2 separate regions of the Muntiacus reevesi genome follow, and region 2 is linked to region 1. A link is a contact called in public Hi-C data. All regions are on one chromosome and are shown on one strand. The core of a region is the stretch at or near the end of the contact, and the rest is flanking DNA. Distances in the headings are between cores, read along the strand shown. Region 1 holds the start of FOXO1 (forkhead box O1). Region 2 holds the start of PROSER1 (proline and serine rich 1).

Region 1 (7,084 bases), core at 3,426-5,925:
ATCACACTTCGCTGCATTAGCCCCTTTCCCAACTCTCTTTCCTCATGCTCCTTTCCTCAGACACATATATTGAGATTTTCGCCTGACTGTAAAAAAGGTTTTCTTTAAGGTTAATTTCAATAATCATCACAAGATTCTGTCAAATATAACTGTGCAGTAAGAAAGCAGCCATCGAACCTGCCATGGAATCTCTGTGGCTAAATTACTCACCTGCAGATTGAAAGCCCTTAGAATAGAATAGATAAGAATTTTTAAACACTATGAGAAAATGCACCATCAGGTCACAGATCAAATTAAGGAAACTTCATTCCAAAATGAAGACTATCTCAGGTAGCTCATAGTAAAACAATTTTAACAACTGTTAGGTCTTACTGTTGAAGTAACCTATTAACCTATATTAAGTGTTCCAAATAATTTCAAAACAAAAACAAAACACAGAGCCAGAACTCACAATATTACTTCCCAAGCTCTAGAAAACTTTCTGTATGAGAAGAGAAAAAAAAAAAAAAATCATAGAAATGAAGTTTCACTATTTATAAATACTGTACATGGTTTAAAAGATCCCGGGTTTTCCAAAAGTCTCAGCTTCCACTTTGTGTGTAGCCTTATGACAGCTCTAAGCAATATTCAAACAAGTATAGAGAAGATTTGCCATACCATTCCTACAAACACAAATGCATATCCCACAAATACAACAAGTCTTTAAGGAACTAAAAGTTTCTGAACTTTTCAACAGCTTTCCAACTATTCTGTCCTATGCAAATCACTTTCAAATTCTCAGGCAGGCCTCAGGAAGTGAAGCACAACAAACTATATTTAATTAAATATTCAATCTAATTCCCTACAGTAAATCACAGGAAATAACTTAGTTCCAAAGCAGCCTCTCCTAAAGCAGTCAAGTTTGGGTTAATTTGCATTTTAGAATTGAATTTTTTTTTCAAGCTAAAAGTCATAGTAAAATTTCTCCTTTTTATGAATCTTTAAAACACAGTGAGTCTTTCAGATCTGAGAGTGAAACTTGGTTTTAACAAGTAACTCATTTTTATGAAAACTCCAACCAGAAGATGAGTTATGAGTTAGAAAACACTTCAGGTTGTTTCTTTTCTTCTTAAAATACCCTTTTACTCAAAGTGAAAATGCACTTGCTGTAATCTGACTTGCACCAACTGACTGATACACCTGAAACATTTCCTCAGTTGAGAATGGCAACCTGCTCCCTCCCAAAGCCCCAGGAGGTTTCTACTGGGAACTGCTACTGCTAGGAGCCACCACTGGGCCTCTAATTCTGGACCAATAATTCTTACTAACATTTAAAAGATCTTCCAGCTCTAAGCAGTACATTTTCTTTAATTATAATTGCATTTAGGAAAAAAATTAAAACAAGTAAGAACCTAATATAAATGGCTTGAGAGGGTGATTTTAGCCTTAGAATCTTTTATTTTTAAAGCACTTAAAAAAAAATAAAAACATTTAAGCTATATTCCTAGTTTAAGAATGTCTTAAGGCCACATGAGAGGAGAAACTAAAAATAATTCCCAAATTTTGCCTTCCCCTATCTTCAAAGAAAGGCACTCCAACAAGCTGAAGTAGGCTGTATCCATTTCCAAGGACACGCAAAAACGGTGTTAAGTACAATGATTTAAAAAAAGGGGGTTTTTTTTAATAGCAAATGCTTTATAAAAGCTCAAACAGAATTAATAAATAAGTCAAGTACTTAAATTCAAATGTTAAAGTAAAAGTGAATTTGGCAGACATCCTCTATTTTCTAACTTAAAAGAATATACACCGCGCATAAAGTACAGAGGCTCTTTACCTCTTAGAAGCACTTGGTAAAATGGCATGTAATACCTAGTAATGAATGAGATTATATGTGAGGCTTTTACTCTAAAAAACACTTCGGAAGAAATAAGATCCTGGCTCCTTATCCACGAGTTTCAATACGATGTGATTAACTTAACCTTTCCGACACACATTAACCACTGGGATGACACTGTATGTAAAACAATCTTGGTGTAACAAGTGCGCAGCAAAGAAAATTACTATGCTGTACAGTCCAGATGAAGGGTGAGGAGGAGTCTGGCTCAACTACAGAACCTTGACATCCATCCTTCCACCTGTGACACTGAGCAACTGCCAGATTCTGGAAGCCGTAGGGCGGACGGAAGGCCAGTCAGCCTCCCCTGAGCCCGCCCTCCTGAGCACCCCAGGGCCTTCTCCACCTCGGTGGAGGGATGGACCTGCCCCTCCAGGATCTCTCCAGATGGGTATCTGTCTGTTTCTCTCAGAAAGACAAAAGGGGCCAGAGGCACTTCATCTACAGGGTCTCCATCGAGGCAGGAGGTCCCTCCGGTTCCCTAGATTCGAACCTCCACTCTAACTCCCCCAAAATACTGGTCTCAAAGCCCCCTGCCTTGCCTCTCGGATCTGCACCTCCGTACTAAGATGGGAAAGCAACAGAGGACACATTTTCCCAAACCCGGTCATCCAGGGGAGCCTCTCCGTGCCTAATTAAAGGCCTTGAGCCTAGGGCGAGGCCAAGTTTGCGGGGCACTTCCTGGCGCGGAGAAGCGCTGGCCTCGCCGCCCCGCGGCCGGGGCCAGGCGGCGCGCGCGGCCAGAACGCGCTGGCCCTTTAAAGGCGCAAGCTTCCTGCGCCCGCGGCCCCTCCCTCGCCGTCGCCAGCTCCCGCCCCCGCCGAGGGTCACACTTGAACTTTAGCTCGCCTCGCGCGGCCGGGCGCCGGCGCTCCGCCGGCGGTGGCCGCCCCTTCGCACGTGTCGGAGGCGCTACCTCTGGCTGGGCGCGCCCGGCCCCCGGCACTCGAGGCCACTTCCAAACGCAATCAAAACAAAACAAAATGCACGCGGGCCTCCCGAAACTGCGCGGTCGGCCCCACGGGCCTCCCGGCTGGCGCCCCGCCGTTCCCCTCCACCTGCAGCTCCGTCCCCGGGCGGCGGGGCTCTGAGGCCCCCATCGCCGGGCCCTCCTCCGCCCCGCGCGGCGGAAACGGCTCCGCGGGGCGTCCCGGGGCTTGGGGGTGGGGGACGCCCGCCGCGTGGGCGGCGGGGAGCCGCCCTCACCCCCGATGTCCTGGGGGATGGGGAGCGGGAATATGAGCAGCGGCCAGAGTCCGCGCGAGCCGAAGGGGAACAGCTCCCAGTGGACCCCCCGCCCCACCCCTCTCTTTCACGGGCGAACTTTTCTGGCCGCTTGGAGGTCCACTTCTTGGCGTCCGTTTCCTCACCCCCTCTGGTCCCAGCGAGCCCCTTCCCGGTCCCGCTCCAACTCTCACTAGAGCGCGCGCGCACACACTCAGTCCTGTCCCCCCACCCCCGACGGGTCCCGGGCAAGCCCACGACCCACCTCTGCCACTCTCGCCATCACTCTGCACGCGCTGCCCGCGTGCCTTGCACTTTCAGGCCAAGCGCACTTGCACCGGCGAGCGCCCCCCCCCCCGCCCCCATCCTCCTGATCCTCAGCCCCTCCGCGACCTCGGGCGGAGGCCGGCGCCCCCGGACACCCACCCGCCCCTCCCGCTTCGGCCGTGCGCCCAAAGGCCGCTCACCTTCCAGCCCGCCGAGCTGTTGCTGTCGCCCTTATCCTTGAAGTAGGGCACGCTCTTGACCATCCACTCGTAGATCTGCGACAGCGTGAGTCGCTTCTCGGCCGAGCTCTCGATGGCCTTGGTGATGAGGTCGGCGTAGGACAGGTTGCCCCACGCGTTGCGGCGGGATGAGCTGCTCTTGCGCGGCTGCCCCGCGAGCGGCCCGCCGGCGGCGGCCGCGGCGGCGGCGGGAGGCACAGGCGGGTGCTGCGACAGCGGGCCGGGCGGCGGGGGCTGCGGCGGCGCCGGGTGCAGGCAGCCCGCCTCTGGGCCCTGGAAGTCGCCGCACAGACCCCCGGTGGCGGCAGCTGCGGCCGCTGCGGCCGCCGCCGCCACCGCCGCGGCCGCGGCCGCGGCCGCCGCTACGGAGCCGGGCGCCTGCTGGAAGTCCCCGCTCTCCTCCAGCAGGCTCAGGTTGCTCATGAAGTCGGTGTTGACAGCGGCCGCCGAGGCCGAGGGCAGGCCCGCGGCGCCGTCGGGGTTCGCCGCCGCGCCGCCCGACGGCGCCGGGCTGGAGGTAGCCGAGTTGGACTGGCTAAACTCCGGCCGGGGCAGCGGCCAGGTGCACGAGCGCGGCCGGGGCAGCGGCTCGAAGTCCGGGTCGATCTCCACCACCTGGGGCGCTTCGGCCATGGTGACCCCCCCACCCTTCCCCCAGCCGCGGGACTTGCCCAGAAGTGAGAAAAGCGCAGCACCGGGCGGGGGGGGAGAGAGGGCGCCGAGAGCCGGTCCGAGATCTGCGGGAAGGGGTGAGGTCGGTGCAGCGAGCGGACGGAAACCGGGAGGGAGGCGCGGCGGCGGCGGAGTGGAAGCGCGAGCTCAGAACTTAACTTCACGGCTCCGTCCGCATCTAGGCGCCTCCGGGTTCGCTGCACTGACTGGACGGCAGGCCAGAGTCGTCGGGGCCCCGACAGCGCTGGCGTCGCGCTCCCCGCCGAACGAAGGGCGAACGGACGGACACCGCGGGCCGCTCGCTCTCCCCGGGCGGGCGCGACCGCGGCGCTGCTGCCTGTTGAATGCGGCGGCGGCGGCGGCAGCTGCAGCGACTACGCGGCCGCCCCGACTTACGGGATCTGCCGCCGCCCCCCGCCGGCGGCGGCGGCGGCGCGCGCGCCGGCCCGCCCCTGACGGACGGCCCCCGCAACCAATGAAAGTGCGGCGGCAGCGCCCGGGCCGCCAATGGGCGCCGGCCTGGGCGGGGCTCAGTTTTCCACGGGGAGGCAGCAGTGGGTTGGTGGGGGGTAGTGGGGTGTTTTTCTATTTCACATGAACACTCTCCCTCGCTCGCTCGCTCTCTTTTTTTTTTTTTTGGCTCTCTGTTATTATTTTCTGGTAATTCTCGAGTGTTTCTGTGAGTCTCTCGCCCTCTCAGTGTTTTGATTGCTAGGAGGCAAACCAACGTGGAGGCGGCGGCGACACTTTGTTTACTACTGAGGAGCCCAGTCGAGTACTCGGGAAGCCCGAGTGGAACGAGCCGCCCGCTTCGCCTCGACCTGCGCTCGGGAGCCCGAAGCTGGGCCGGGCGGGGGCCGGGGACGCTCGGCGCTCAGGGGGCCGCCGGGTGGGTGGGTGGGCAGGCGGAGGCGGCCTCGTCGGAGTTCTGCTCACTCGCCCCCTCTCGACTCCGCCCACGATTTCTCTGCAGAGAAACGTGGGCAAGTCGGTGGGTTTTGTTTTTGTTTGGTTTAGTTGGTGGTTTTTTTTTTTTTCCCCTTTCCCTACGATGTGTAGAGTCTCCGGCCCCGGGCGCGGGCCGGACACACGCTTGTCCCCACCCTCGCGCGGTGCCGGGGTTCTGACTGCCGAGTCGGCGCGGAAGACTCAGCCGGGAACCCACCTATCCGCACCCGCGAGTTGAGCCTCGGCGGTCGGTGTAGACTAGTTGGGGGGGAGGGGGGGGAGCCGTTAGCCAGCCGAGCCGCCGCGAGCCGGGTTCACTCCAGTCTTGACCTAAGACTAGAAATGAGGGAAGGGGGCTCGGCGCCGGCCGAAGATAGTTGCTCATGCACACGCACCCTCAGACCCGAAGGCAGCCTCAACCCCCGTGCCCTCCGTGGGAACCTGTTCCCCTGGGCGGGAACCTCAGACTGTCCACTGAGTCAGTCCCGGACGACAGGGAAGGCGGGGTCAGAGGAGAGCACTTAGGAAGAGCCTTGTCACTTTATTACTTACTTACGCTGAGTTCGTTTGTTTGCTTGTCATTGCTTTGCTATTTAGAATGCAAGTGCTGAGACGTTGAGAAGGGAAAACCTAACAGGGGACAGAACCAAAGGCTGGGGCGCAGCCCTGCCCCACCCCCAGGTGTTGCTTTAGGCTGCTTGTCCCGCGTGTCAATCACCGCCCCCTCCCATCCCACCCCACCTCGCTCCATCTGGGCTCTAGGTCCAGGCTGTCCTGCCAAGATCAGTGGGGACCAAACGAAGACAATGGCCCTTGTGTCTCAAGGAGCAGAAGAAATACTTGTCAAGTTTTGTTTTGCTTTTTTTAGAAGGAATATGGAAGGCATTTCCTTTCAGAGACAGGGCATCACTGAAGATGTAAGACTGACGGTGGAGTTTTAAATAGCTTTGTCCAAAATGACAGCTTCCAATGCACTACCACCACTCCACCCCCGGCAAAAAAAAAAAAAAAACCTCTTTATGACAGTTCTTCAATTGAATAAGTGGCATCTAAAGCAAAGGAGGCCTCGTTTAGAAAAGTTTGAAAAGACTTAGAGAAAAATTTGGTCCTCGTTGACATTCTCACTGGTCCAAACTCCGATTTCTTCATAATCCGATTATCACAACAGCTTCCCACTGATACTGGGGGTGACTGGGGGTCGTGAGCCTGATGGATTGAAAATGTAGTTGGTTCCCACCCGCCCCCTGTGGTCTCTGCGTTTACTATCAAGTTGAGACTGTTCCGGCCTCCCCAGCCAGCCGCTAGGGGACCTCAGTAACCCAGATGATGAGCCGAAAGGAAGGCGGTAGTGTACAACCGCTGCTACCCTCTACCTTTCCGACTACGCTTTATACAGGCAGCCCCCATTCACACGGCCGCACCCTACAGATAGGCGGTGCCCAAGTGGATCATGCTTGGCAAAGGAAGTCAACTGCAAATTTGGCCGTGCCTTCATTTCAATTCCGGTTTTTCAGGACTTCAACTGGAGGAAGGTATTTGGTTAAGGGAGTTTTCTTACAGACTTTCTCCCCAGATCCTTGAAATCTTCTGAGTTGTCCTGCCCAATCGTTTCTTTAAATGACAAATTCGCTTTCTTTGGTCTTTCCTGAGTATCTACCCCACCAATGTCCCTGCCACATGGTTACAAAAAATTAAAAATATTTATTTATAGCTGCCTGCCCTACCATTGTATGTATCAGTTTACTCACCCTTGCTGGAGAACATTTTGCTTGTTTCTACCCTTGAGGGATCACAAACTGTTCTGTAATCCCGTAAAACTAAGAGATTTTGCATATGTGCAAGTACCTCCACAGAAGGAATG
Region 2 (7,084 bases), core at 1,556-4,055, 1.3 Mb before region 1:
CAATCAGAAGCAAGTTTCTGGCCCAAATCCTGGACTGTGTTGATGCCAAGTCATGTCTTAATTCTTTCATCAGCACCTGAGAGACCCAGCTGTATCCCCAGGCACAACACCACAGCTTGGAGTCAGATCCCTGACCTTGAACACTGAACCCTCTCCCTCATCAGCTGGGTCACTTTGAGCTGGCCAGTTAACCTCCAGAGACGAGACTTGCCATCTGTAAAACCAAGGGTATAGAGCCTACACCTGGAGAGCTATTAGGCGGATTAAGTCAGGGAACACATGGAGAAAGTGCTTAAAACAGGCACACTCTCTAAGTGCCGAATAATGAATATTATTATTAGCCTCTTCTTAGAAAGCAGGTTACATAGTGCCTTCCCCCCTCTGTTCTTCTTCCTATTTCTTTTTCTAGTGTCTTCTTACATGCCTTTGTTTTTAAATGACAATACTGACAGCTAGTATTACCTACAGACATAATGACACTCAGGAAGAGATTGCCTGGTTTAAACTGACTTACATTTACAAAGTCTGAGAGCAATTTTGAAAAGCCAACAGTAACTCTCATACTTAGATACACCATACTGTCATCCTATTTTAATAACCTAGTACTATGTTGATGTATCTAATTATTTGGCACAGGCAGAAAAAGATTTCATCTTGATTTCAGACCAGAAATAAGGGACTTATGTTATGAATTTGACTTTAATCTCTAGAAAAGTTTCTATCCCTTTCATTAGTATTTACCATGTCATCTTTCCACAATTTAGCAGGGAGAGAATATACAAATCGACACCCTAGAGCTTCCAAAAGAAATCAACTCCTCTCCCTGAGCAAATTGTTGTTAAACAGTAGTTTAACATCAGCTCATTAACAAACTGTGGCAAATTCTAAGTATGTACTGAACAGGCTGACATTTTATTGCAGATTTTCATTGGGCAAATTGGATTTGCAAAAGCAGAAATTTTATTTTGATTCAAAAAAAGAATACTCAATAGCATTACAAATGTAAACTAACAAGCAAATTTGAAAAAAAAATTTACAAAGGATGAAGGAAAACAGAATTTTGCTTTATACAGAATGAAGAAAAACAGGCAATTTTATTAATAATTTCATAAGCTGAAATAAATAATAATCACCAGTGCACAAGGTAACAAGTCTTTCCACTTCAATCAAGGGTCTTGAAAATATGAAAATGGCAAGGAAACAGCCCTGAAATTCTAAGCAAAGGACCCTGTATTAACATACGAATAGTTAGTCTTTTCAGGTTTAATTTTGTAAAGGCTTAACTTTTTGCACTTAAAATACTGTTAAGCCTCAAGGTTACATTCCAATTTTTTTTTATTTTTTGCTGTCTACTGGGATGTAGGCTACCTACAATAGTTTCAAAACGAAGCAAAAACCTGGCAAGCAGAAGAAAAAAAGCTTTGAAATGCAAGTTACTGAAGCCATTCCTAAGAATCTGCCTTTAAGCTTAATGTCACACTTTTTATTAGGATACTAACTTTGTCCCGCGAGGCAACAAATACAGTCTTACAAACTTAAAAATCCTGTCATCATAACCACCGTTAAAGGAACTTTTTACATATTTCTAGTTTTCAGTCATTCTTAATCTTACTGAAAGATGAGGAAATCGCTTAGAAATACGAAATCACTTATCCAAAATTACAGTGATTCAAGATTTGTAGGGCGGGCTTGGGAACCGAGGGCTCTGAACATAAGCTCCGCAATACCGGTCTGATTCTCAAGCAGTTGAGTTAGCAAAAAATCTCCGTTTTGTATCGTGAAATGTATCAAGATATAAACTCCTACATTAGACGTTAAAATTCCAACCAGTTTTGCAATCCTCAAATTCGTATTTTACACAATCTGCTCGGGGTCCCCCAAACAGAACATGAGATCATGAGAATTCGTAACTCAAAGATTGAAGGAATTAAGTGCAATTACCTTTCTAATTTCATCCAGCACCATTTCAAAGGACTTTTTGTCCATCTTGACTACTATCTCGAAGAGGTTTTAACCAGTTACAGTTTCAATTACAAAACGTTCATCCCCGGTCCGCTCCGAGAGTAAAAAATGTTCCCAGCCAAGGAGAAAGACTCAAGGAGCAGGAGGAAGGATGCGCCAAGAGGTAGAGGACTTCAAAGTCTGCAAAAATTTCTAAAAATGGGGACTTATAAAAACTTTTTATTAAAAAACAAAACAAAACCCGTCAGGCTTCCCCGGCTTTTTTACACAAAGCTTCAGGACCGCTTGGGGAAGAGCCGGGTCCTCTGAGTCCCGCAGAGAAAACCCGGCGTTCGGTGGCCGGAGGCAGAGCGTCTGTCCCCGCAGAGCAAGGCCAGAAGCCGCCAGAGGAAGATCGGGGAAGCCGCCTTCCCGGGTGCAGCGGCCCGAAAAGCAGAGGCACCCGCGCCCCGAATCCTGTGGCCGGCGAGGAGGGAGGCACCGGCTTCTCGGCCCGCACCAGCGTCTCGGCTGCCCCTCACCGCCGCGAAGCTGGCCTCATGGCCCGGCTCTCGCTCACTCCCCGCAGCTACCGCCGGACTCCTGGGTCCCGCAGCCCGGGCAGCGGCGGCCTGGCCGGCTCTTTGTTACCATCTGCCACCGCTTCCGGGAGCGGGCCGGCGGCCGGCGAGCAACGGGAGCCGGGCGAAGGGGGTCACGGTCTCGGGTAGGGGGGCTCCCGAACACCGCAGCGCCAACAGCGCCGGGAGCGCTTCCTGGTTACCCCCACGGCTTCCCCCGGCTCGTGGGGGACCTTCGATGGAGCCCGTCGCGCCCGAGTCAACTCAACTCTGCGCCGCCAGATTAGGCCCCTCTCTCCAGAGAGCCCAAGAAGGGGTCCTGGTGTGGGAATGTAGGTGTCCCTGTCAGATGCCTGTAGGTCTCGGAATTGGATACGGTAGAAGTCCTTACCCAAAGCCTGGAAGTTATTTTTGAAGGGTCATGCCCTTAATTCTAGAGTTTGATTGTGCTCGTTTTTGATTGGTAAGTCCAAATTTAAAAGAATGTACGTCGAGTGGTTAAGGCATATCCACGGGCACCCCGATTTTGCTGGACTGGAGAGGTCCACCGCTTGGATGGGCGGAAGGGCGGTCACGTGGTAAGCCCGGGGCTTGTGACGTGGAGGTGGGGAGGGAACGCGCTGGGAATGCGGAATCCCAGTGGGGACTGTGTTTCGCTGTGATGTCCCGTGGTTTCTGGTTCTGAAACCTCGGGCACCCGGGGTAGGCGCTTTGGAGCTAAGAGCTCACTGCCGCGACGAACTGCGAGGACCTGAGACTGTCCTCCGGCCCCCAGCCGCCCGCCAGTCCTGCCTCGCCAGTCTTCCCGTCCGGTCATGACGAGATTCTGGGTCTGCATAGCCGGCGCTGGCTTCTTCCTAGCGCTTCTGGTTTTGCATTCGCGGTTCTGTGCCTCTCGGGTGAGCTGGATGGTTAGGAAATGGCTTCTCGGGTAGCAGCACTCTTGGGAGGTGGTCTTGGGATGGAGATGGAGCTGGTTCTCTCACTGGCTGGTCTCAAAACTGCACCTGAGGCCGAACCGCCGACGAGTTGCCTCTTGGCGTTGAAAAGTTTGTAAAGTGGTGTGTGTGTTCGGTTGGGTCTCACTCTTTGCGACCTCATGGACTGTAGCCAGCTGGGCTCCTCCGTCCTTGGGATTCTCCAGGCAAGAATACTGGAGTGGGTTGCCATGTCCTCCTTTAGGGGATCTTCCCCACACAGGGAGAGAACCTTGGTCTCAGGCATTGCAGACAAGATTCTTTACAGTCTGAGCCTCCAGGCAAGTACACTGTCAGTTTCCTTATTTTCTCTTCCTCCCCAGCTCCCACCACATCTGCACTTGGCTTTTAAAGTTTCCTGGAGAGCTGAGGAGATTCTTTACCGGCTGGATGTGGATTGGCCGAAGTATTCAGAATACTTCACTGGAGCAACATTTTGTGTTGGAGTTGACTCCCTCAACGGATTGGTTTATGTAGCCCAGGTAAGTAAAACTGGGATTTTTGTTTTTAAAGTTATGAACGCAAAGAAAACAGCTTTCCTATGTTACTGTACCAAGTATCTGTGTACGTTTATGTTACGCCAATTGTGGAATTTGTTTTTTTTAGTTAAAGTTAGTGTTTTGGTTTTGAGCTTGATAGGGGTTAATATTGTTTGGTTTTGTAAACATTACATCATATCTTGGTTAACCTTTGACTTCTGTTTCTCCTTGTGAAAATAATGATTGCTTCCTTAAAATTGATCATATCTAAGCAGTTATTTTTGTATACCTTCAGAGAGGGGATAACATCCCAAAGGTATTAGTGTTCACAGAGGATGGATATTTCCTACGAGCCTGGAATTATACAGTTGACACACCTCATGGTATATTTGCAGCCAGTACACCACAGGAAAAATCCGTCTGGATCACGGATGTAGGAAGTGGTATGTGTAGTAATCTCTCTTAAATTATCTTGCTAGAAACCTCCTCTTTGCCCATGTTCTTGCTTGTCCATTTTGAAATCAGAGTGGCTGAATCTATTTGTAATTTCTTCAGTGATTTGTGAAATTGCCTTTCTAAATTTTTATATTGTAGTTATGTGTAATTGAGACATTTAACAAGGAGGCTATCATTATTGTGATCTTTCCTTTAACTTGTCACAGGACTTTTGCCTGTTAAAATATCAGTTGCTCTTCTTAGACTACTTCTGTGAAGGCAAATAAATTGGTAGTCTCTAAAAGCTTATAAATGGGGTCTTTGCCTGTTGTTTCCCTTTACCACTTGTCTGAGAGATTTTGCTGAGAAACCAGAACTGCATTCTTGCCCAGAGTGCAAAATTTGCGGAAACTGCTGGTGGTGTGAATGCTTCTGAAGTCCTACTGACTTTAGCATGTCTGAAACCTTTCCATTAAATAATTTTATTAGAGTGTGCAGGTGGTGCTAGTGGTAAAGAACCCAGCTGTCATTGCAGGAGACGTAAGAGACTTGGGTTTGATCCCTAAGGTGGGAAGATCCCCTGGGGGAGGACATGGCAACCCACTCCAGTATTCTTGTCTGGAGAATCTCAGGGACCAGGGAGCCTGGCGAGCTACAGTCGATAAGAGTTGCAGAGAGTCAGACACGAAGTGACCTAGGAAGAAGTGACCTAGGACAGACGCATGCTGCCAGAGTAAGCACAGTTGAAGTTAAAACTGTGAGATAAGTGTTCAGAGAGAGCTGTTTGCCTGTGCTTGTGATTTAAGATAAGATGATTCAAGAGATAACCTGGTATTATTATTTCAGGATCTCAAGAAAGAAAGAGATCGTAAAGAAAATATTTCTAGTCTTGTACCAGATAAGTTCATGGCTTGAAGGTCATTCTGTTTCCCCACTTGGGGCTAATTCAGATACCATTTTGGAATTAAAGAGGTCTCAGGTTTTGTGAAAGGTGCACTAACCATATCTGTTCTCAGTACCCAGATTTCTGAGCCTCAGTCCGTGAGTCCTTTATTTCAAGCTATATTTTGGATGGTAAGATTTTGGTTAAATCAGAAAATCTAGGTTACTTCTGAGCTCATTGTTAGACCTTACTGAAGTTTGACTATTTTTGCTTTTTTTTTTTTTCCTTCTCGGGATTCACAGTTAAAAGGAGGCCTTTACTTTTTACTTCCTTCCATTCATGTGATCCTTTTTTATAAAATACTTCACTGGTTCCCAGAAATAAAAAGAACACACGTTTTGCTTTCATTCTTTCCATTATAGCTTGTTTTTCCATGCACAGATCTGAAGACAGTTTTTCTATTTCTTCCTATATTTCAAAGTATAAATGCTCTTTTGTTAAAACATGGCTACATGTTAGCCATTTTTAAAGAAACACTATCTACTGGTATCTTTTTTCCAATTCCTTAGAGACTTTGAAGTTTGTCTTCTTTACTGTTTTGCTCTCTTAATTATTGCTACAAAGTTGAGCTCAAGTCTCCAAAACAAGTATAATAATAAATTGTCGAGATAGGATGTAATGCAAGCTGATTCCCATTGTTTCCAGTTTGTCATTTGAATGCCTTACCAGTTAGTTGGTCTTGATATGCCTTCAGGTTGGCTTCTGTTAACTGCTTTATGTTTTTTCCTTCTTTATTAATATTCCAGTTTATGCTTTGCTTGTAAGATTATTTTAACTCTATGGAAAGATTTATTCCTTATTTAGGAAAGAAAAGTTAATGGGTTAAATTTTGTATTTGTTTCCACTTGGAGAAAATGTGGCTTTAAAAAAGGCAGTATTGTTATAAGCCAATGTTACTTCAATTAAAAAAAAACCTTTAAAAATTAACACGAAAATAGATATATGTGTCTATCATAAAGAACTTTTTCATTGAGCTACTGAAACTGGAGATGTGCCCATGAGTAACTGAAATAACAGTTTTCAAACATAAGTTGTTCAAATTCTTCTTGATTTTCTTATGATTCCTTTTTCTTTTTAAATTTTACACCTGAGTCTAGTTGATTAACAATGTTCTGTTAGTTTCAGGTGTATAGCAAAGTGATTCAGTTATATGTATAGATGTGTTTTGATTTTGTTGTCCAAATAATGTTTATTGAAAGTCATAAGATAAAAAAAGAAAGTGATGTACCAATACTTTTACATCATGAGCCTTCTGTTGTAGGAGTCAGTTCTCTTTGGTTGTATTTATTTTATTTAGAATCTAATTATTTTTGAGTACATGAGATTCTAATTTGTGAATAGATTTGGCTATAACTAATGAAGCTTTGTTGCTTGTCAAATATAATATATTTAATTATTAGCGTTTAAGCTTTTTATTGCTGCTTAATTTTGTCAAATTTTTTGCTCTCAGCTTACTTGAAAAATGTAAATGTTTGTGCAGTGGTTATATTTGTAAAATATGCATGTTTGTCTTTATAGGATTCTATGGTCATACTATTAAAAAATACAATTCCTTTGGTGATCTTGTTCAAGTTTTGGGGACCCCAGGCAAAAAAGGCACTGGTTTGAACCCCCTGCAGTTTGATAACCCTGCGGAATTACATGTAGAAGACACAGGAGATATTTACATTGTGGATGGAGATGGAGGGTTGAATAACAGGTTGATCAAATTGTCCCAAGGTGCGTGGC

What was found. A called contact is a pair of places that touch in the nucleus more often than the background predicts.
Region 2: a contact with region 1 is called in a Hi-C map of muscle, with 5 times the contacts expected there. The contact joins the promoter of PROSER1 here to the promoter of FOXO1 in region 1. A contact is called at or near these places in 2 of 3 Hi-C or Micro-C datasets (blood and muscle).

Annotation. Positions count from the first base shown.
Region 1 is chr11:20,379,813-20,386,896 of mMunRee1.1, reverse strand. It overlaps FOXO1 (forkhead box O1), which reads right to left and starts at 4,675. Exons shown (of 3, transcript XM_065901954.1): 1 at 3,565-4,675. The coding sequence starts at 4,236.
Region 2 is chr11:21,656,628-21,663,711 of mMunRee1.1, reverse strand. It overlaps PROSER1 (proline and serine rich 1), which reads right to left and starts at 2,805. Exons shown (of 13, transcript XM_065902110.1): 1 at 1,942-2,805. The coding sequence starts at 1,986. NHLRC3 (NHL repeat containing 3) reads left to right here and starts at 3,133. Exons shown (of 7, transcript XM_065902086.1): 1 at 3,133-3,421; 2 at 3,823-3,981; 3 at 4,274-4,421; 4 at 6,875-7,075. The coding sequence starts at 3,338.